2 separate regions of the Mus musculus genome follow, and region 2 is linked to region 1. Evidence: chromatin contacts called from public promoter capture Hi-C data. All regions are on one chromosome and are shown on one strand. Each heading gives the region's core, a stretch centred on a gene start, on an enhancer-like site or on the middle of the called end of the contact. The rest is flanking DNA. Distances are from core to core; before and after follow the strand shown.

Evidence for each region. Promoter capture Hi-C pulls out the DNA fragments that hold promoters and counts their contacts.
Region 2: a contact with region 1 is called in a promoter capture Hi-C map of liver, with 6 times the contacts expected there. The contact joins the promoter of A830009L08Rik here to the promoter of Xrcc4 in region 1. A contact is called at or near these places in 2 of 39 promoter capture datasets (hippocampal neurons and liver).

The regions. Positions count from the first base shown.
Region 1 is chr13:90,086,890-90,092,760 of GRCm38.p6, reverse strand. Xrcc4 (X-ray repair complementing defective repair in Chinese hamster cells 4) reads left to right here and starts at 3,153. Exons shown (of 8, transcript NM_028012.4): 1 at 3,153-3,264. Tmem167 (transmembrane protein 167) reads right to left here and starts at 3,094. Exons shown (of 4, transcript NM_025335.3): 1 at 2,978-3,094. The coding sequence starts at 2,980.
Region 2 is chr13:91,386,089-91,392,272 of GRCm38.p6, reverse strand. It overlaps A830009L08Rik (RIKEN cDNA A830009L08 gene), which reads left to right and starts at 4,188. Exons shown (of 3, transcript NR_045161.1): 1 at 4,188-4,394.

The DNA.
Region 1 (5,871 bases), core at 1,904-4,403:
TGAGTAAGAGTGTTTTGTCAATAACATTGTCTTAGGGCTTCAAATGTTCATTGCTCACATTTAAAATAATTTCTTTCTGACATTAATCTCTCCAGTTTAACTCAACTATACTTTAAAATTATGAGTTAGATACCAAAGACAAAAATTTAAAACACTAGCTAATAACACTTTCACTTACTAATATATACTTGTTTGCTTTATATAAAAGTAGAGTAGTTTATTCTTATTTAAGGAGAGAGAACACAGAATCAACACCCTTAACCTAATTATGGTAACATTTACAGCACACTTGAGAAATGGGTCAACATTTTATGATTTACAAACCTAAGTCAGGTCAGCATTTTCCAACTAGATTTTATTAGACCAAAGTCTATATGTACTATTATCTTTTAAAAACAAGAACCACAGAAACAGTGATAAATATTAGTCTGCAAATCCAAACACATGCTATATATCAAGTGGCCAAAACTGACTGAACACATAACCTGTCTTTGAGTTTATTACACACCTGGATTACTTAACACATAAATTTACCGTTGAATAAATGAACTTTCCTTGTCAGTTGCATCTGATCTAACTGGTCCTGTTTCACAAGTGTATAAGAGCTTATCTTCTTACTTTCCACTACAGAACTTTGGTTGTGAGTCAAGCTATAGTTCAGAGGTCATAAATCTCTTGAAGCGTCAATAGCTATCTGGTCCAAAGGTGGAACCAATATTTGATTAGTAGTTTTAGAAAAATGAATTCTTCATATACCTCGATAAAATGATTGAAAAGATATTCTGAAGGGAAAAAAGCAAATCCTACATGAAAAAATGTACTTTGCAATCAAGAAAATATTAAATGAAATCTAGGTTGTTTGGTAAAACAGAAAAGTTAAACGCTGGGTGCTGGTTACTCACTTGAATCATTCAATGCTTTAAAAAACAATCCCCCAAATTTAGACTTAAACTATAAAGATACTACAGTCTCTAGGAACTCAAAGTATTTATTTGCTGTTAAGTACTCTGAGAGAAGATCACTGCATCTACATTAGATTCCTATTAACCTTATACAATGGCTTTCAGAGTGAAGTTCATGGAATGCTTTCATAAGGTCAAACTATAGAGACATATTCTTTTGTACTGTCATTTTTATTGCTAATACAATAAGAATTATGGTAAAAAAATTTACCATTTTACTTTTCTCTCACAAACCTTTCTTGGATTTCCTCTGTGATTAATGGCACACTTGACCAAGGACCAGAATATAAAGACAAACGGAGCTGCTAAGTTTAATCTTTACCTTCTATGTTATTTATAACCAATATTATTTTTGGACATTACACTTAATATTTAACATGTGTAACTTATGACCAGTAACATCTCTAATAAAACATTCATTGCATACACTTTTTTTTTTCTCACAACACTTAAAAAAGTAAAACATACAGATTTAATACTATCACACATCCTTCCAAAGCCATTCTACAAATATAGGGATACATATAATTCACCCTTCAACCCTCCAATTCCAGTTACACACCCATATATTCAACAAATCATAAGTTAAAAAAATCTGGAGCAGAAAACTGCATATCTTCATGAACACACCAGTCACTTTTCTTGTTACCACTCCATAGAGTCATTAGATAAATCTGAGGCCTGGCTTTACTTACTAGGTACCCGATCCTAGACAACTCAGGCTCCCTACTTTTCTCTTCCTTTACCTGGAAATATCTCAGAAGTCAGGAATTTAAAGCAAGACAATGCTTAGAAACTACATCTTCTACACATCAAGTACTAGTAAACAAAAGCTTGTTTTTGGAAAAAGTTAAAATACTGTACATCTTAAATTATCTTGATTTTATCTAAGTAGGAGAGGATGTAAAATGTACCTTTGACTAAGAGCAAAGTCATTCTACTTGTTTCTCGGTAAATAGGCAAGAAAGCAACTTTTCAAGTTCTGTAACTGTTTATTAACATCCTTTTGACCAAGAATATACTATCTGCAGTACGAAGTAAAAAAAAAAAAAAAGGCTTTAATGGACTCAAATTCAGTATCTTCTAATCGTAGAATTTGAGGTCTAGTGGGGGTGGGAGAGTCCTGGCTGATTTTGAGATGATAACACAACAAGCTTTCTCTAGAAATATAGTTATAAATGGCTTCTAAACCCACTGAAGTGATAGTGAAGGGAGATTCCTGCATTTACCAGACTACTGAAAAGATGCATTCATAGATCTTTAAAAGTTAATTACTAATGTTTACTTTACTCAGGGGCTTTCTGTTCCTTGTCCTGACCTTTGTTGTTGTTGCTATTTGTGATTTATAGTGTAAGGTTTTCTGAGGTTTAAACTATTAAACAATCAATAATAACACGCATAGGAACTCCCAAAGTGAGTGGTGGTCTGCGAGTAAGGCTCAAGTTCCTTCGAGACAGTAACTAAAATCATTAAAAACATTCGTTTGCAAAGAAGTGTCTTTAGAATTGAAAAAACGATGAGGGAGGGGCCCTATCTCGCCATTGATTCCACAGGTAAAACGGAAGCAGTAGTATCTAGTGTTAAGAAAACCGGCAATCCATTAATTACTGCAGAAAGATGCAGGTTGGGTGACACAGGGAACACATAAAAGAAAGGGGAAAGGGGGAGACTGAGACTCCAGCGTTTGAAAGTGTATATCCGTCCAGATATTTGTAGCAGATGGCAATCGGCTTAGTGGAATGCCACCGTAATTCCACACTAAACAACGCAGCAAGTCGGCCTCTTGGCGAGGGGCCGAGTCCACCACCCGGGTTCTTCCTAGGACTGTTGGCCTGATGCTCCGGGATGTGCATCGCGGCCGCATGACTCCCAGCCTGTGCACCCTCGGATCCCCGGAGAATCACGCTAGCGCCAGGGCTCCCGCGCCCCACAGCGCCCGCACCATCCCCGCCGCCCCGCACGAGCCGCGGCCCCGCCGAGAAACTCAACCGCGGCCAGGAAGCCCAGGTTCTTACCATAGTGAGGCCGGTGCTGGTCCAGCCACATCACCCTTCCGGGCCGGGGCGGAAGAGGATGCAGGCCCGCTGTGCTTCCCGCTCGCTCCAGCGGTCCGGTTGGACCTATCGCGGCGCCTCCGCCCATGCCGCACCATTCAGACTCCGTGATAGGCTTCTGTTACCGGAAGAGGTGGGACTTGGCCGACGACTCGCAAACCACGGTATTAGCGGATTCTCTCATTGGGCGCATCGGTTTATCTCTGGCGTCCACAATTTTTAGAAGACCGGAAGTGGAGTACTGAGAGGTAGGGCCCGGAAGTGGCTGTGGTGTCTTTCCAGAAGCAATGCATTTTTTCCCCCCTTTCTATGTCAACCTCCTGTAGTCCCTGATTTTAGCTTTAAAGCTGCGCAGTGCGTGCTTTTTACCCTGTCTGTGACCCCCTGAGCCTTTTGTAGATGTAAGGTTTTCCCAATGTGAGCACCTGTTGGGCTCCTTCCTAAGTGTCTCTTTCTGTGTCACGTGGAATTTTCAGTCGTGAGGGACTCCTTGGAACTGTGCTGAGCTGCTCTGTGGTGGAGACTTGGATTTAAAAGGCTGCGTCCAGTGTGATGACCCACCAGCCCCTCCCGCCAGCCAATGCTGGCCTTGGCTGGCCCCCTCCTTGTTTGCACACTCTACATCCGGGGCTTAGACGTTCTAGGCCGTGGGGAGAGGGAAAGAACTCTGTGGTAGCTACTGGAAAGGAACGGCCCATTCCCGAGGGGATTATTTGGCTAGTATAAAACCAGTGGGTGAGAAACGATTTCACCTCTAGTTCTCTTTATGAGTTTTGTAGATACGGGGAAGATGTAATCTGATGTGTTCAATTTTATATACATTCTTGGAATGATTCTGAAGTCGGGCACTTTCCCCACTCTTCCAAGTGTATCAAAATTATGGAAATCCTGTGTGTTTAAATAATTGTTTTTTTCCTTTAGTCAGTATGGCTCTAGTATTTATTCAGAATGTTACCCATTCTTTAACTTAATGACCTAGAAGAAGTATAGAAAGCTTTAGTGAAGGAAACTGATGTGATATGTTAATTTCTAACCATTATTTAGCTGAATCATGAGAATCTAGTACTTATGGCAACACAGTACTTTTACCTAGTGCTATGCTATATGTGATTGTGTTTATTACTGCATTGTCATCCAAGATTTTATTTGAAATTATTACTACATTTTTAAAATCAGTTATACCCAACTGCTAAACCTGTTGATCAAATACTCAAGTTCAGAATCTGCATCTTAGTGGTATCAGGAGACTGCAGGACAAGGGATTTCTTTGAGTATTTGAATGGGGGACTGGGGATTAGGCCAATAGGAGAAGTGATTGTCATTGAATAGTCTCAAAATTGCTTTGTGTTATACTTACTATTTAAGTTGACTAACCATGAATGTTTCAAATGTAGACGTAGAAAATATGTTCTGAGCTCAGTAAGTTTGGGTTTTACAGTAGTGAAAGTGTTGGTAGATGTTATAACTGACTCTATTCATATAAAGATTGCTAGGTCCTACTGTTTGACACTTCAGGTTGATGTTTCTGTATGAGGTTCTGGTCCAGGCTCTAGTAAAGAGGCTAAGGTTGTTTAAGATGGTAATTGGTTTGTTGTATTTATGGGCAATTTAGGCCATAGTTTCTTATATATCTCAACTTTAGAATAGAGGCAATTAACACTTTTCAGTTCTTTGTTTTTGTTTTGTTTTGTTTTTCGAGACAGGGTTTCTCTGTATAGCCCTGACTGTCCTAGAACTCATTCTGTAGACCAGGCTGACCTCGAACTCAGAAATCCATCTGCCTGTACCTCCCAAGTGCTGGGATTAAAGGCGTGCACCACCACTGCTGGCAACACTTTTCAATTCTTAAGTTATCCATAGAAGTACATAGTGTCAGGAGGTAGAGTTGAACGTGTGTGTGTGTGTGTATACATATACATATATAAAAAATTTATTATATCCATGTAAAATAGCAAAATTAATATACCAGTGTGACCTGTGGGGAAGCTGCATGGCGATTCGGCACACAAAATCCTTGATTGTGTTTTTTGTTGCAAGTGAATGGTAATCACCATGTTAAATTCCTTTTCTTTATTTCCACTTCTAGTAGCTCTGCTGTGATTTTCATTTCTAATCATCATGGGTTAATTTACTGTTAAGAAAAGATCTTGACTGTGTTATTCAATTATGCAGACATTATTGTCTTCTCTGAATGTGGAAGAATATTTTCAATTTTCATTTCATAAAATCCAGAGTTGTATATAAAATGAGAAATTTATAGTTTTTGTAAGAGTGCATTGAGCTTAGGCCATAGTTACATATAAATTAGGCCATAATACATATAAATAATTAAAACCTGTTTGATACATTGTAAGCATTATAGTGAACATTGAATTTTCATCCTTGAGTGGAGGGCTAATGATGGAAAATTGTTTGATTGTTAGATGCTATTTATACAATAAAAAGTTTAAAATTCATTTAGTTTCTTATGCAGCCAGGCCACTTTCTCTACATTTCCCATTTGTTTTTGATTTCTGATACTGATATTATTTGAGGTTTCTTTTTTTTCCTCCAATTTTTTATTAGGTATTTACTTCATTTACATTTCAAATGCTATCCTGAAAGTCCCATATACCCTCACCCCTCACCCCGCTTTCCTATCCACCAACTCCCACTTCTTGGCCCTGGTGTTTCCCCTGTACAATAGTGTCTGCATTTGGTGGCTGATAATGGGATGGACGGCTGGGTGGGGCAGTGTCTGGATGGTCCATCCTTTCCTCTCAGCTCCAGTTGGAACATGCCCAGGAGAGGTATTGCGGGATCCTCCGGTAGTACAATGTCCAATTTTCTGAGGAACTGCCAGACTGATTTCCAGA
Region 2 (6,184 bases), core at 2,939-5,438, 1.3 Mb before region 1:
TTCATCATCTGCTGCCTGCAAACTGGAGGAGACCCAGATCTGCAAATATGAATCCAAGCTTAATTCTAGTCCAGAAGACCCATGCTGAGACCACACAAGCAAGCAGAAAGCAGCCGCTGGGAATCCCTCTTTCTTCTACCTCTGAACCCATTCAGGCCCTCAACAGATCAGCTGGTGTCCATTCATGCTGAGGACAACCTTATCTTCCAAGTCTACCTGCTGATGCCGTGTGTAACACTCTCAAAGACACAGCCAGAAACTGTGTTTAATGGAGAACGACCTATGGTACCATCTAACTGACTGCTACACTTGTTGTAGTAGTAGAGTGCTATGAGTTAATCTAATGTGAGAAACCTATAGCATAGTCTCACCTGCTCCCCCTTTGCCCTTCCAGTTCTACCCAATGTTTGTTTGAGTGGTCCAGGTAACAATGGAAGGATAGCAACCTGCAAAAGGCCAGCTGAAAGGCAGGTAGTGATGCTTGACCAACGGTCTTCATTTAAATATGCTTCAGAGAAACCATCTAAACAGAGGCTGTTGGAAAAATGTGAGAAAGTGGCTTACAGGACCCTCCCTCCCTCCCTCTCTGTCTGTCTGTCTGTCTGTCTGTCAGTCTCTTCCCCATTCCTTCTTTTCCTCCCTCCTGTCCTTTCTTAGCTTCACGTGGCAGTTTTGATAGGCTTCATCCCTACTTTCTGATTTTAGCGTGTTTGGGATAAGGGCTAATAACTTCACTTCTAACAAATCTGCAGGTGCTGCTCACAATGCTGGTCTAGGGATCACAAAGTAAGAGTTCTTGTTATAAAGGCAAGAGAGGCTCCAATGATGCTTTGTGATGTCTTTGAGCTATTTTAAGCTTCTGGGGCCCATGGTGATGAAGGCTGCCGTAAGGAAGTGACTAAATGGCCTAAGGCAAAGGATTCTAACTCTAATGTCCTGCGATCATCCAAAGGGTCTGGGAGGAAGCAAGCATCGTGGAAGAGAGCTGCTTCTCCTAGGACCCTGGAACAGGAGACACCCAGAGCCCCACGACTGATTTACTTCTTTGTAAATGACAGAGTCGTACAACTTCACCTTCTGTCATGCATGCAGCTTTTATTTTATTGTCTGCTTGAAATAGTATTGCTTTACTTTAGGGAATCACCCTCCCCACCCCAGATGAGGTTAGGATCTTCGAGTGTGCTCCTGGGCCTCGGGGATATGGAAGTGACCTTATTCCCCTGACAGATACCCCTTTGGCACATGACCAGAGTCTAGCCAATCAGAGTTCTACTTTGGGAAATTCTAACTTTTATTAGTTGGAGAGGAGGGGGGAGTCTACTACCTTGTTTCTGGCTACAAAGTGGTCAGAATGTTTAAGAGCTGCCTGCTGTCAGCCACGTCTTCCTCCCACCCAGGAAAGAACATGTGAGAGGGAGAAGACTAAAGACAAAGGGTGGCAGGATGGAAACAGTGCGAGCAAGAAGGCCCTGCTACCTGTGAGCGAGACTTAAAACTATTTCGGTTGTGCGAGGATCTCTTCAGTTCTGTGGCCTCTGTCAGTCTCTTTCTATGCCACCTCCTCTCCCACCACCATGCACAACCCCACCCAAGCTCCTTTTTTTCCTCAAGATTTTAGTTGGATTTCTGTCACTAGCAAAGAAAGGACTCCTAAGCACTATCCCATTATGGTCAAACACACCAAGGATAGGGGAGGGAACAGGGAAAGATATGCCACCATGGGAAGCTGTGTTTATTGAATGACCCTGTAAGCACTGTCAAGCTTTTGGTGCTGCACAAGCTCATGGTCACACTAAGGTCACTCAAAGATAAAGTACAGAGATGCATAGGATGAAAGCTGCTAACCAAAACCAAACAAAATGAGCCCTAAGCCGATCTTCCCAGGAAATCCTCAGGCCTCCTTCTCATGGGCTCCATACCCTACATCCTGGAGTATAACTCAGTCTCCACTCACTTCTGCCCAACCAATGCTTTCCAAATGCTCTTGTCTGCTGGGCAGAGGTGGTAGATGCCTTTAATCACACCACTTGAGAGGCAGAGGCAGGAGGATTTCTGAGTTGAAGCCAGCTTGGTCTACAGTGTGAGTTCCAGGACAGCCAGGGCTACACAGAGAAACCCTGTCTGAAAACAAACAAACAAACAAACAAACAAAACAACAGCAGCATCAACAACAACAATAACAACAAATGCTCTTGTCCAAACCCCAGAATTCTAAGAATAATGTGTTCCCTGCTGTTCAGAGCCCTCTGTTTCTGACCACTGAGGGCTGCCAGCTAACCTCTTTGGATGAGGCTCTATGGTCAGTTCTATTGGGGATTCCCCCCAAAACAGCAGCAAAAACCCTGAGGTCAGGATGGAGACACTTCGTTGTATATTGCAGCTGTGTGTCCCTAAACAACAGGAACCATGTCATTGGATGAATTATCAAACAACGGAATGAAGCTATATCTACCCGGAGAAGCAAAGTGCACCAGAATGCACTGGGTAGGAGAAGATATGGGGACTTGAGCTGTTCTGGACCACAGCCAGTTCTAGGAAAAGTGGTACCACCTAGTTGGGTTGTTTTTAGCTCAGAAGCGGTGCTGGTCACAGCCATCTATGGCTAGGGCTTCCCTGTGACCTGCCCAAGTTCTGTGGAAGGGTTTCCACCTGTTCCACATTGTCCAGTATTAGGAGTCCCCATGGATCTAAAGTAAGTCTTAGCAAGTGACCTTGGGCAGATCTCTGGTTCTGAAGTTCTTGCTTCTCCAGTGAGCAAGTGACACAGTGCCCACAGAGGGAGCACTTAGGGGAGCCACAGAAAAAGTCCTCAGCCCTCAGCTGGAGCTAGGTGCCCTTACTGAGTGCCACCACTATTCCTCCTTCTTTGATGAAGATGAGTCCAGGGGCACTTCTGTGAAGGTCATTAACCTTTCCGTCTGTCTGTTGATGTAAGTCAGCCTTTTCTAACAAGTATCCTTCCCACAAATGAAATAAAAATCTACATTAATTTCAGTTCTAAAGTGATATGTTCAGCATAGACGTGATTTTGTACAAAGAAAGGACAGAGAGAGAGGAGGGGGAGGGAGAGGGAGAGAGAAGGAAGGTTGGAAGAAATCTTGCTTGTAAACACTATATTCCACTTGAAAATTTAATACTTCATTACAGAAGAGATACTTAATGTTAACCAAGGCATCAGTAAAACAATAAAACCACCAAGCAAAAGATTCCTAAAAGACTTTTAATTCTCTGATAGAGATAACTGGGTATAATTGCTTTATATAAAAACATGTATTTGGTCCAACATGCCCCTAGTATTATCAAAAGTTTACTTTTAAAAAGATAGAGAAAGGTTGGGAGGCTATGGTTTAAATATATTCTACAATTTTAAAATTTAATTTTACACACTGCCATGCTGTTCCATTACATATGCAGGAAAGGGAAGAAAAATGTTTTTCAGAGTTGAAAAAAAATTAATCCACATTTCTTGGCATCGACAGATAATGTTATATTTAAAATATACATATATAATGTGAGACCCATTATCTAATAAAAGTCACGAAATCTAGCATGTTCATTTTGTGTCTTATAATAATTGGAAGTTGATCAAAGAAAACTACTTCCATTTTTATGACATTGTTGCTATTTTTGTGGACAAAAATTTTAAATGTATGATAAAAATCCAATATACAATAATTGAAACATACAGTCCAACCTCACAGAGCTTTGATAAATCTGTTCATTCCTGGCCATTTTCAGTGTTGCTATAGTGAACAGTGTTGACAAGTGGCTGAAAAAAGCTTATAAATGGAATTCAGATCATAGATAAAACCGAACAGAAACTATCTTGTAGCATTTCTGCATGTTGGGAGGCCTGGTTTGTGCCACAGATGGCCATCTCCCAATAATACATAAAACACTTCTTTCTGGAGCCCAGCACACATTGTTGAATGCACAGGTCATTTGAACAGAACAATAATTCAATTCTCTTAATAATGATCTCACGAGGAGCCAACACAGACACAGGGTGATGCTGTTAGAAGAAAAGAATTGTACCCGAGTTTGAAAAATTAAATTCTTAAAAAGCCACCATGCTCTCTTGTCAAAATAGCACCTAAATGTATGCAGTGTTTAGAGATGAGGCAAGCTCGCTGAGTTTATTTTAGTCGCTTGAATTATACTGCTGTGTGTCTGCGCCATGCTTCTTCAGTCTTCGAGCTGGAAGCTTTCCGGGGAGGGTCAGTAATGGCCACTGAGCCCTCTGTTGGCTTATTGGCTGAGCTCACTGATGAGGAAACCTTGAGTTCGTCACTTTCTCTTCTCTAATTGCTGAAGTGGCCGTCACTGAAGATGACAGAGCGTTTCTGAAGGACACATGGGAATCATTAACCAGCCCAATAAAATGATCTATTTATGTAAGTAACAGTTATTATAACCTCACCCCCCCATGGCCATATTTCTCTAGAACTTTTGTTTTTTTTAATTTTTAAGGCTACTTTTGTTCAAGCTTGTAAGACTTAGGATCCTGGAGTCCCTATGTTAGCACTGATGAATGAACTCAGCCAGGAAAAAGCAGACCTAGAGGACCTCCAGCATCTGCATGATTCTCACTTCTGACACATGTGGAATGCAGCTCCCCCCCCCCTCCCGTCCTACTCCCCTCCCTCCCTCTCTCTGTATCCCTCTCTCTCCTCCTTTGTCTTTCTTCCATTTCTCCCCTCTCCCAATTTTCTATCCTTCTTTCCCTTCCTCTACTTTCCCCATCGTTTGTTTTTTGACAGGTAGGTTATAGAGCCCAGGCTGGCCTCAAACTCAGAAGCTTCCTGCCTCAGCACCTCAGATTATATGAAGCCATGCTGCTATGTCCGGGTCAGGATGATCAGCTTTCTATATCTAGCACTAAGTCTAATGCTACTGAAATGATGCGCCTTATTGTTACAGATTTAGCTGTTGCTATCGTGTTGCCTTTGTTAGCTTCATTTGCTAATGAATCAAGGTCTTTAAATATGCCGAGTGTTGGACTGAAAGATCTTTAGTTTTTAGGATCTCATTCTAAACTTGAACTGAGGAGTCATCTAAAACAAATGGACGTGCAAAAAGCAAATAGAGCGAAATGACAAGAACAAAATGGAAAAACAAACAAAACCCAGGAATAATATTGATATAAAACTATTCAAATTATTAACTTAATATTATATGGCTTATATAAAGTCTTACAATGACTGTTTTATAATTGAATAGGTTAATTAAAAGTTTTCCATCCACCTGCCCTTGTAGGCTTGAAAAAATTGAAATCTTTCCTATAAAATAGTACTTTTATGCCTGGGAAGCCCATTGCCCTGTAGGACCAGCCTCTGCCCTGCCATGTCAGCTTCTATGATGGTGCTTTTACCTTCTCAGAAAAGTAGAAAGAAGAGTACTCATTCAATTTGTCCGTGAAACAATGGTCAGGGCAGGGTGTTGGGGGGGGGGAGATGTACAGTGATGCTGGAAGGAAGAGGGGGAACACTGCCTTCCACCTGCCTGGCAAACCACACAGCTTTAAGGCCCTCCCCTCATCTCACTGACACCTCTCCCAGAAAGCATAACCCTGCCTCTAAAAAGACATTGCCTAAAGGAGAGAGCACAAAAGAGCTAAGAGTCGTGTCTCCATTTTACAGATGAGGCCTAGGAACACTAAGTAACTTTCCAAAGAGCAGGTAGCTACTTTCCTGGCAGAGCTGGGACCTGAGCCCAGCCCCAGCTGGACTCCAGCATGTCTGTGGTTCTATAGCTCACATTAGAAGCACTTGGAGAGCTATTAAACAGATGATATCTGGGCTCAGTACTAGAAATCTAATGTAGTTCGTCAGGGGGCCCACGATATCAAGACTTTCCAAGTTTCTCCAGGTGATGTTGACAGCAGCCAGGCTCACCAGCTATGTTCCTCTGTCTCTCACTACAGCACACTCTCATGATCTCTGGGCCTTCTCTTGTCTCCCCATCACTCAGACTATCCCACCTTGGCCTTGAACTTTGCCCCAGTCCCAGTTTTCTTTCTACATAAAAATAGCCCTTGTGGTGGGTTTCAAATGGGTCCACAGCTTCTGGGACATGGTAAGAATGCAGCTGAAGCCTGTTGACATTTGTGAATTCACTTACAATGGGACAGAGCTAAGTACATTTTACTTGGGTTTATAATGTGTATAGGTGTGTTTTTTTGGTT